Linked DNA regions of Sus scrofa: region 1 is linked to region 2. The links are chromatin contacts, called in public HiChIP or PLAC-seq maps. All regions are on one chromosome and are shown on one strand. The core of a region is the stretch at or near the end of the contact, and the rest is flanking DNA. Distances in the headings are between cores, read along the strand shown. Region 1 holds the start of RAPGEF2 (rap guanine nucleotide exchange factor 2). Region 2 overlaps LOC110262100 (rap guanine nucleotide exchange factor 6-like).

The links. HiChIP or PLAC-seq counts read pairs in DNA pulled down with a chosen protein or histone mark.
Region 1: an H3K27ac HiChIP or PLAC-seq map of skeletal muscle shows a contact between it and region 2. The contact joins the promoter of RAPGEF2 here to the enhancer-like site in region 2. A contact is called at or near these places in 12 of 47 Hi-C or Micro-C datasets (alveolar macrophages, embryonic fibroblasts, fetal heart ventricle and 8 more) and 2 of 2 datasets of contacts at active chromatin or transcription factors (alveolar macrophages and skeletal muscle).

Annotation. Positions count from the first base shown.
Region 1 is chr8:48,181,860-48,185,687 of Sscrofa11.1, forward strand. RAPGEF2 (rap guanine nucleotide exchange factor 2) reads left to right here and starts at 1,659. Exons shown (of 25, transcript XM_021101305.1): 1 at 1,659-2,095. The coding sequence starts at 2,036.
Region 2 is chr8:48,129,693-48,133,687 of Sscrofa11.1, forward strand. All of the region lies in intron 4 of LOC110262100 (rap guanine nucleotide exchange factor 6-like), which reads left to right. Among named protein-coding and RNA genes, the nearest start is that of RAPGEF2, 52 kb to the right of the region's middle. Within about 2 kb of position 2,404, at least 4 of the 83 cell types and tissues checked have an H3K27ac peak or open chromatin away from gene starts, as enhancers often do. A contact at or near this core is called in skeletal muscle, where this site is marked.

The DNA of each region.
Region 1 (3,828 bases), core at 409-2,908, 51 kb after region 2:
CCTCTAGTTGTGGGGAAGAAGTTGAATATATGGGGGGCCGGGGTTGGGGGACTGGAAAATAGATAACATAGGCAGTCAATGAGAGGGACATTGGGGAGAAGGATCCAAAATCATGATGTAGGGGAATGGATGCTCTTAGATGTGAGGGGAAAGGAAGGAGGATAATCAGTGCGAGTGCCATGTCAGGCAAGTGGATGAGAAGCACAAGGCAGAAAGGGCCCTCAGTCCTAAAGTCTGTTACTCAAGTTGCTGGACTTTCCGTATCTACCTTCTACTCTATATACCATTAATAGACCATGAGAAACAGACCAGTGCTTCAAAGTTACAATGTCAGCTCTAATGCTATCTTTTCAAATGACCTACTGACCTGGGTGAAATTACGTTTGTGATAGAATACCACGCCTGTATTAAATTTCAACTTTCTACCTCTAAAAGAACTTTGATTTTTTTTTTTTTTAAAGTCTGAGTGTGTTTAGTTTTATATTATTTGCAAGGTGCTGTGTGTGTATGGGTGTTTGTGAAAGTCACATCTTCTAAATTTATACAGAGCTTGTTAAATGTGCATTTTGTGAATTTGGGGTGGACACTTGTTTCCTGTAGCATGTGCTTTTTGAGGGTCTGGAAGAGGTCACATCCATCCCTGTATCTTCACCTTGGTGAAAAATCGTATTTTTAGTCCAAAGCTATTCAAGTAAGTCCTGCTCTGTTTTCCCACCCTGTCTTCAGTGATATTATTTGGAGTCAGCAATCAATGGATTCCATCCCTCTGAGACTTGCTTAACCTACAGCTGCTGATAAAATACAGGCAAGCGCTCATTCCTTTTTCTGAATCGTCCATTGCTACCTTAATGAGTGAAATGGTTAAGTAGAGGAGGGGGCGAGCCTTAAGGAATGTGTGTACCATTTGAGCTGAATATTTCAGTGTATATAGGGAGAGGGAGGGTGAGAGAGAAATCCACTTACATCACTAGAACTGCATTGAGTGTGAGCCTTGCAGGGTAAGAGACAGACCACAGTGTCTTGCTTTCTGCAGGAAGCAGCAATGCCGTCTGTTTCCTAAGAGGAATTTTTTATTTAGAAAAGGAAGCTTTCTCTCTACCCAGGAAATGGCTTTCCTTGTGCGTTGCTATGCCAACTGCCTGCAGCCATGGTCCTCCAAAGTAAGCACAATAATGTAATTATATTGGTGTGTTGCATTCAGACTCATGCTTCTGAGTGTATGTGTGTATGTGTACGTGTGTGTACATGTGCTGTGTTTCTGTTCGTGACTCTTGCTGGCAGTCATGCTTGTGCCGAGTGTGAGGGACAGACATCATTAGATTAAATGTCCATCAGTGTCATGCCGCAGAGATTAATTGTGCAAACTTGGTTAGTGGAGCGGGACAGGGATCACTGGCCGTGCTCCGTCAGCATCCTTGGCAGCCAGGGAGGAGGTCCCGATTCACACGCTCTGCCCTGATTCTTTCTCTCTCTCTTCCTTTCTCCTTTTTTTCCTCTTGGTCAGAGGGGTCCCTATGTGTGACTGCAAATGAGACAAGAGTATTAACAATGCTCGGCTGAGTGCTGGGGACGGGCCCCTCCACCGCCCTAATACCGTTCTGTAGGAAGCCTTTGGAGGGGAGTCTGTGTGCAGTCAGCCATTTTAGCTTTTTTTTTTTTTTTTTTTTTTTCCTCCTTTTCTTGTGCCTCTTGTTCTTCAGTCTCAGAAATGATCTTGTTCTCCGGGAAGACCAGGAGCTGTATAAGGTTTCCTCTGTCTCGCCCTAGCCTGAGATGGTTAGGGTTTCAGTGCTATAAAAATGGAGACGAGCAGGGTTGTTCAGATTCCTTTTCGGGTCCACAAGTGTGAGGGTTTGCAGTCACCAGTCCTGACACTTGAAGCTGCAGCTGGCTCTCCTTTTTTTTTTTTTTTTTTTTTTTTTTTTTCCTCCTCTGTTTCTTTTTTCTTTTAATCCAATGCTGTCAAGGGTGACTTGCCGTCCATGAGACATTGGTCCATGATGTGTCAATTCAGTCCAGCCTATGTTCCTTCGTTATGAAACCACTAGCAGTGCCAGCTAACCATGGAGTTATGGGCCAGCAGGAGAAACATCCAGTAAGTATCGCAGAGACTGCTTGTGTTTCCATGGCACGTCAGAGAGAACTGCTTTAAAACGGGAATGATTGCTGCTGCTCTTCAGGGAAGGCAGGTGCTTTAGAGGGGGTAATAGTATGCTTGGAGGAGGGAGGGTAGGTTACAACTGGCTTGTTCTTCCAATTTTGTGGCTATGTTAAAAAAAAAAAAAAATTTAACCAAGAGCAGCAGTTCATTTAAAGCCCGATCACGAGCACTGGAAGTATTGGACAGCTGATTTTTGTAATCAGAAATCAGAGCTTGACCATTCAGCTTTAACTGAGTACTCAAGATGGTTTCTTAAAAATATGTTTATAGTCAAACTTAATGAGAGCTCGTGCAAAGGTTATCAGGAATGGATGTCTGTAGTAAGGAATTCACACATAGGTTGGAGGGAGGGAAGGAGGGCTTTGGTTATTGATTTGGTAATAAAACGATCAGGGGTGCTCATCTTAACATGTATTAATAGATAATGAAAACACAGAATTTTTTTTCAGTGCCACGGTGTTGCTTCTTTATAATTGGTCCCATGAGTCAGCTCTGCGTTTGTCATGCTGAAATCCCATAGGCGGCAACCGCAGTTTGTGAGAAACACTTTTTTATGGCTACTTCCAAGTCTGACCCTCCCGTTCCCATGCTGCTTTCATGTCACCATGTTGGAAGTTTTCTGCCGTCACACTAATTCATATGTGCTGTATATAACCCCCCAATGAAAAGGCATCCATTTAGGCAGCTTATATAGGAGTAAATCAAAGTATTTCTTAAATGTCCGTTTTTATATCCTGGCATCTGACAAGTATCATATTAGAGGGTAGGAATTATCTTTTATATATTCTAAAAAGGTTGAGATGTTAAACTTAAAAAATGGAGACATGTTGCCAAGGCTTTGAAAATTTATAGGCGGAAGGGCGTGACTTAGAATATTTAGATGCTTAGGTTAATGGGTATAATTTGCTTTTGTTCACCTTTATGAGCAAAATTAGTAACTGGATGTGAGAGGTTTTCTTAGATGAGGTGACTCTCAGGCAGCATTCCACATTCCCAGAGACCACAGGATGTATCCTAGGGCATTGGCTGTGTCAGAAGCCTGTTATATGAGGCAGCGCTGAGAGCCCCACCCCCTTGCAATGGTGGTACCTTGCTAATTAAATCTCTTCGGATCAGATCCCCCAAAAGACCAGCCTTATCCTTAATTTCACTAATAAGAAAGGTTGTTATAGAGAAGTTCCCTTATGGTTCAGTTTTATTAACAGGCCCTTTGATGTGAAGCTCCTCTGTATTCATGATTTTTCCAGGTGTGAGGAAGCCTATTACTTAAATAACACTTGAGGAGCCTTAGAAGCAAAGTTCAAATCTCAGGCTCTTTAGTCCTCTTTCTCATATATCCTTTCTCAAGATGGGGGAGGGGGTATTTAAATTAATAGGATAATTTTAATGAACCAGGAAAATTTTTTTGTGTGTGTGTCTTTTTACGGCTGTACCAATGGCATATGGAGGTTCCCAGGCTAGGGGTCTAATCGGGGGAGCTGTAGCTGCCGGCTTACGCCACAGCAATGCAGGATCCCAGCCGCATCTGTGACCTATACTACAGCTCATGGCAACGCCAGATCCTTAACCCACTGAGCAAGGCCAGGGATGGAACCCGCAACCTCATGGTTCCTAGTCAGATTCGTTTCCACTGCACCAGATGGAAACTCCCAGGAAAATTGTTAATG
Region 2 (3,995 bases), core at 1,154-3,653:
AGGCTACAATCTGGGTGGTGGGCTGGGGGCACCCAGTACCTGGTTCCCATCAGGTGTGGCCAAAGGGGGTCAGGGCTCACCTGCTGTGAGTATGGCTGCCTGTGTGCGGCTTCCTGAGGGTCCCCAACACTTCTGAATTTCAGGAGTTATTTCCACTCCCAATTGTGTGTTTTTAACAATTAAGTATTTTTATTTCAACCGAAGATTTTTAAATTTTAGCTGATAGGCAATCCCGGGTGGCTCAGTGGGTTAAGGATCTGGCATTGTCACTGCTATGGCACTGGTCACTGCTGTGAATAGGTTTGATCCCTGGTCCTGGAACTTCTGTGTGTTGTCAGCGTGGCCAAAAAAATAATAGTAAAATAAAATGACTAAACAATATTTGATTAAAATTGACTCAGTTTATTAAAGTGTAGCTCTTCCATTCCCCACTTCCTGTCACCGAACTTGCTCATAAAAACCTGAAGATGAATTCTTGATACATCACTCTGAAGGAATTATGGTAAGAATGTGTCTTAAAGATGTGAGCAGGTTTCATAATGCCTGTGAGCGAGGCGGGGCCAGGTGATTCATAGCGGCCTGGGAGAGGCACAGAAGGTGTTGGGAGGGCCCTGAGCAGCAGAGCCAGATGCCAAGGCACTGCAGCTGTTGGGAGCAACCTCCAGTGCAGCCCCCAGGCCTCCTGCTCCTGCCCTGCTGCTCCTCCCTTATCGGCAGGCCTTATTCTCCCTGGAAAATGGCCCCACAGGGCAGGAAACTCCCTCGCCTATTTGTTTGCTATTCTTTCAGTAGCAAACGTTAGAGGGTGGTAGTGCCCTTGGTGGTGGCAGTTGTAGTGGCACAAAAATGATGATGGAAAGAGGCTAAAGGCTGTGGCGGCTAGTGCTGTTTGTCTGGCATCATTGGAAAAGCCTTATGTGGAATTATTTAATTATGTGTGTGGAATCATTTAATTTCACGACTGTCCTTTGAGGAAGGCATGTCATTCCCTGTATTTATAACCAAGGAGACTCTGGCAGTGTAGGTGGGCTGGTGGCCATCCACCCTCCGGTCTGCCTGGGTGGCCTGGCGTGACTCCTGGCATGATCCTCAGCATGACCCCTGGCGTGACCCGGAGAATGCCCTCCCATCATCACGGATTCTGTCTCCTGAGGAACGGAGCACAGAGCAGCAGATAGAAGTAGCTGCTGGCTCCCTTCTGAAGGCTCTGACGGTTTCTGAACTTGAAAGTGTGCAGAGGCAAATAAATGTTTAGGCACTGGCTTATTCTAAAACTTACATTTAATTTTTATTTAAAAAGTAGTGGTAATTACTATACAAATTATCACAGATAAAGAGAAGGAAAACCATCACCTAAAGTCTCTCATGCAAGGTAGTCATTCTTTAATATTCTAGTCTTTTTCCGTCTAGTCTTACATGTATGTGGGCTGCATACTTAAGAGCACACTTTATAAACAATTTAATATCTTGCTGATTTCAAGAATGTATATATGCTTACCTCATTACATCAAAAACTCTTTATAAAGGCTCACTCTTTATGCCTTTTCACATCTGCCTCATGTTCAGTTATTTGAACTTAACCACAATTTGATTAATAATTGTTAAGGGGTAAATTTTCCATACTTTTCATTATAAATGATGCTATAGGAGTTCCCATCGTGGCTCAGTGGTTAACGAATCCGACTAGGAACCATGAGGTTGTATTTCGATCCCTGGCCTTGCTTAGTGCATTAAGGATCTGGTGTTGCTGTGAGCTGTGGTGTAGGTCACAGATGTGGCTCGGATCCCGAGTTGCTGTGGCTCTGGTGTAGGCCGGCGACTACAGCTCCGATTAGACCTAGCCTGCGAACCTCCATATGCCGTGGGAGCAGCCCTAGAAAAGGCAAAAAGACAAAAATAAATAAATAAATAAATAATGCTATAAAGAATGTGATTTGGGGTTTTCTGTTGTAGCTCAGCAGGTTAAAAACCCAACTAGTATCATGCGGATGTGGGTTTGATCCTGGCCTACTCATTTGGTTAAGGATCTCGTGTTGCCACAAGCTGCAGTGTAGGTTGAAGATGTGGCTTGTGTCTCATGTTGCTGTGGCTGTGGAACAGGCTGGTAGCTGCAGTTCTGATTCCACCCCTTGCCTGGGACTTCATATGCTGCAGATATATCTGTAAAAAGAAAAAAAAAAGAAGAAAAGAATGTGATTTGAAGTTTATGCATCTTAGAGAAAACCAAGGTTGATAACACCATCATCATCTTGATACAAGTTCTGTTGTACAAATTAAATCTGTAGACCGAGTTCCTAGAACAGCAAAGGAGCATGTGACTGCCTTTCTTGACCACCAGCCATCATCAGCTAGTCAAGTAGGACAAGTGACAGCTTGTCCCAACTTCTGGGACAGGAACCCAGTGTTCAGATACCTGCTGTTGTAGGAGAAAGAAGACTTGCAGTCCAGACCTATTTCATGAACACATTGGAGTCTGTAGCTAATTATTTTCAAAGATGACTTCAGTTACTCTTTCTCTGGCAGACTGTCAAAAGCTTGCAGGTCAGGACTTTACTGGGATGAGGGGAAAGGATGATGTTTCAGACTGAATGACAAGCCAGGGCTATTTATAGGTTATTTCTTCATGTGGCACCTGGTGACCTTTGCTGGGTCCAAGTTGTTTGTTTCCTTTGGAGCTGTTGCCTGAGGAATAGTCCTGAGATTGTTGTAGTGAGTAGGAGCCTGTGCTGGTCCTGTGTTCAAGGTAGGCATCAGTGAGTATTTCTTTCTCCAGGAAACATTGAGGCTGGATTAAAGTGTAATGTAGATTCGGTGCAAGGAGCAGTCAGGTTTTATAAAACAGCCAGTTCACAGGCGACTTCCTGCATTGACCATCCTTTTCTCATGTTAGCCTGGAAATTGGTTATCAGTATATGTAATAAATAATCTGATCCTTCTCCTGAATGTTTTAACTCATTTTGACAGGTAATGTAGCCTGAATAGCTAGTTTGGATCAAAGCAGTTTGGACAGCATTTTCCTTTTTTTTTTGGTCTCTTCTAGAGTTGCATCCGTGGCACATGGTGGTTCCCAGGCTAGGGGTCAAATTGGAGCTGCAGCTGCCGGCCTATGCCACAGCCACAGCAATGCCAGATCCAAGCCGCATCTGTGACCCACACTGCACCTCATGGCAACGCTGGATCCTTAACCCGCTGAGGAAGGCCAGGGATTGAACCCACAACGTCGTGGTTTCTAGTTGGATTTGTTAACCACCGAGCCACAATGGGAACTCCCATTTTCCTTTAACTGATTTTCCTGCAATTGCTTTGACCCCCGAAACCATCAAGCATGAAGGGTGATGTTCAGCCCAGAAAATCTGTTCTTGGGCTTCCACATTTCATTAGCTTTACTGAATTCCTTCGTTAACATTTAGGCCAACATTATATTTATTTATTTCATTTTTGTCCTCCTTTTAGACAGGTGAAGGTTGTTTTGGCTATGTACTTTACTCTGGTTGTTCAAGCCCAACTATTGTTCTTCAGTAAGATTTTTAACACTGATGGCACTTAGGAAGTCCTTTATGCCTGTCTCAGAGTCAGCCTACTCTCTCTGCCCCACTTCGAGGCCCTTCAGTGATTAGAATGTTGTTTTATGAATTTGACTGTAAACTTATTAGAAATTTACCAAGTTTGGAAACATAGATCTTTACGCAAGTGGCCGTCATGTCACTTACATGTTACATATAGCAATGGTGTTACATATAATGCTGCCCTAGGATAAAGTAGAACTCTTATCTGGAGTGTATTTTGTGTTCTTGAAGCAACATACAATTTATAGTTAGGTTTTTCCTTAAGTCTTATTTAAAATAAACTCAGTGCCTTTGTATGATCAGCAGGATGATGAGCCGAGGTGACCTCGGAATACAGCAGAGGTTATGTTTTTCTCATTTAGGGACATGCCAGAGGGGACACTTGCCATAGACGAATATAGAAATGGTATAAATGGTGTGTGTTTTTCC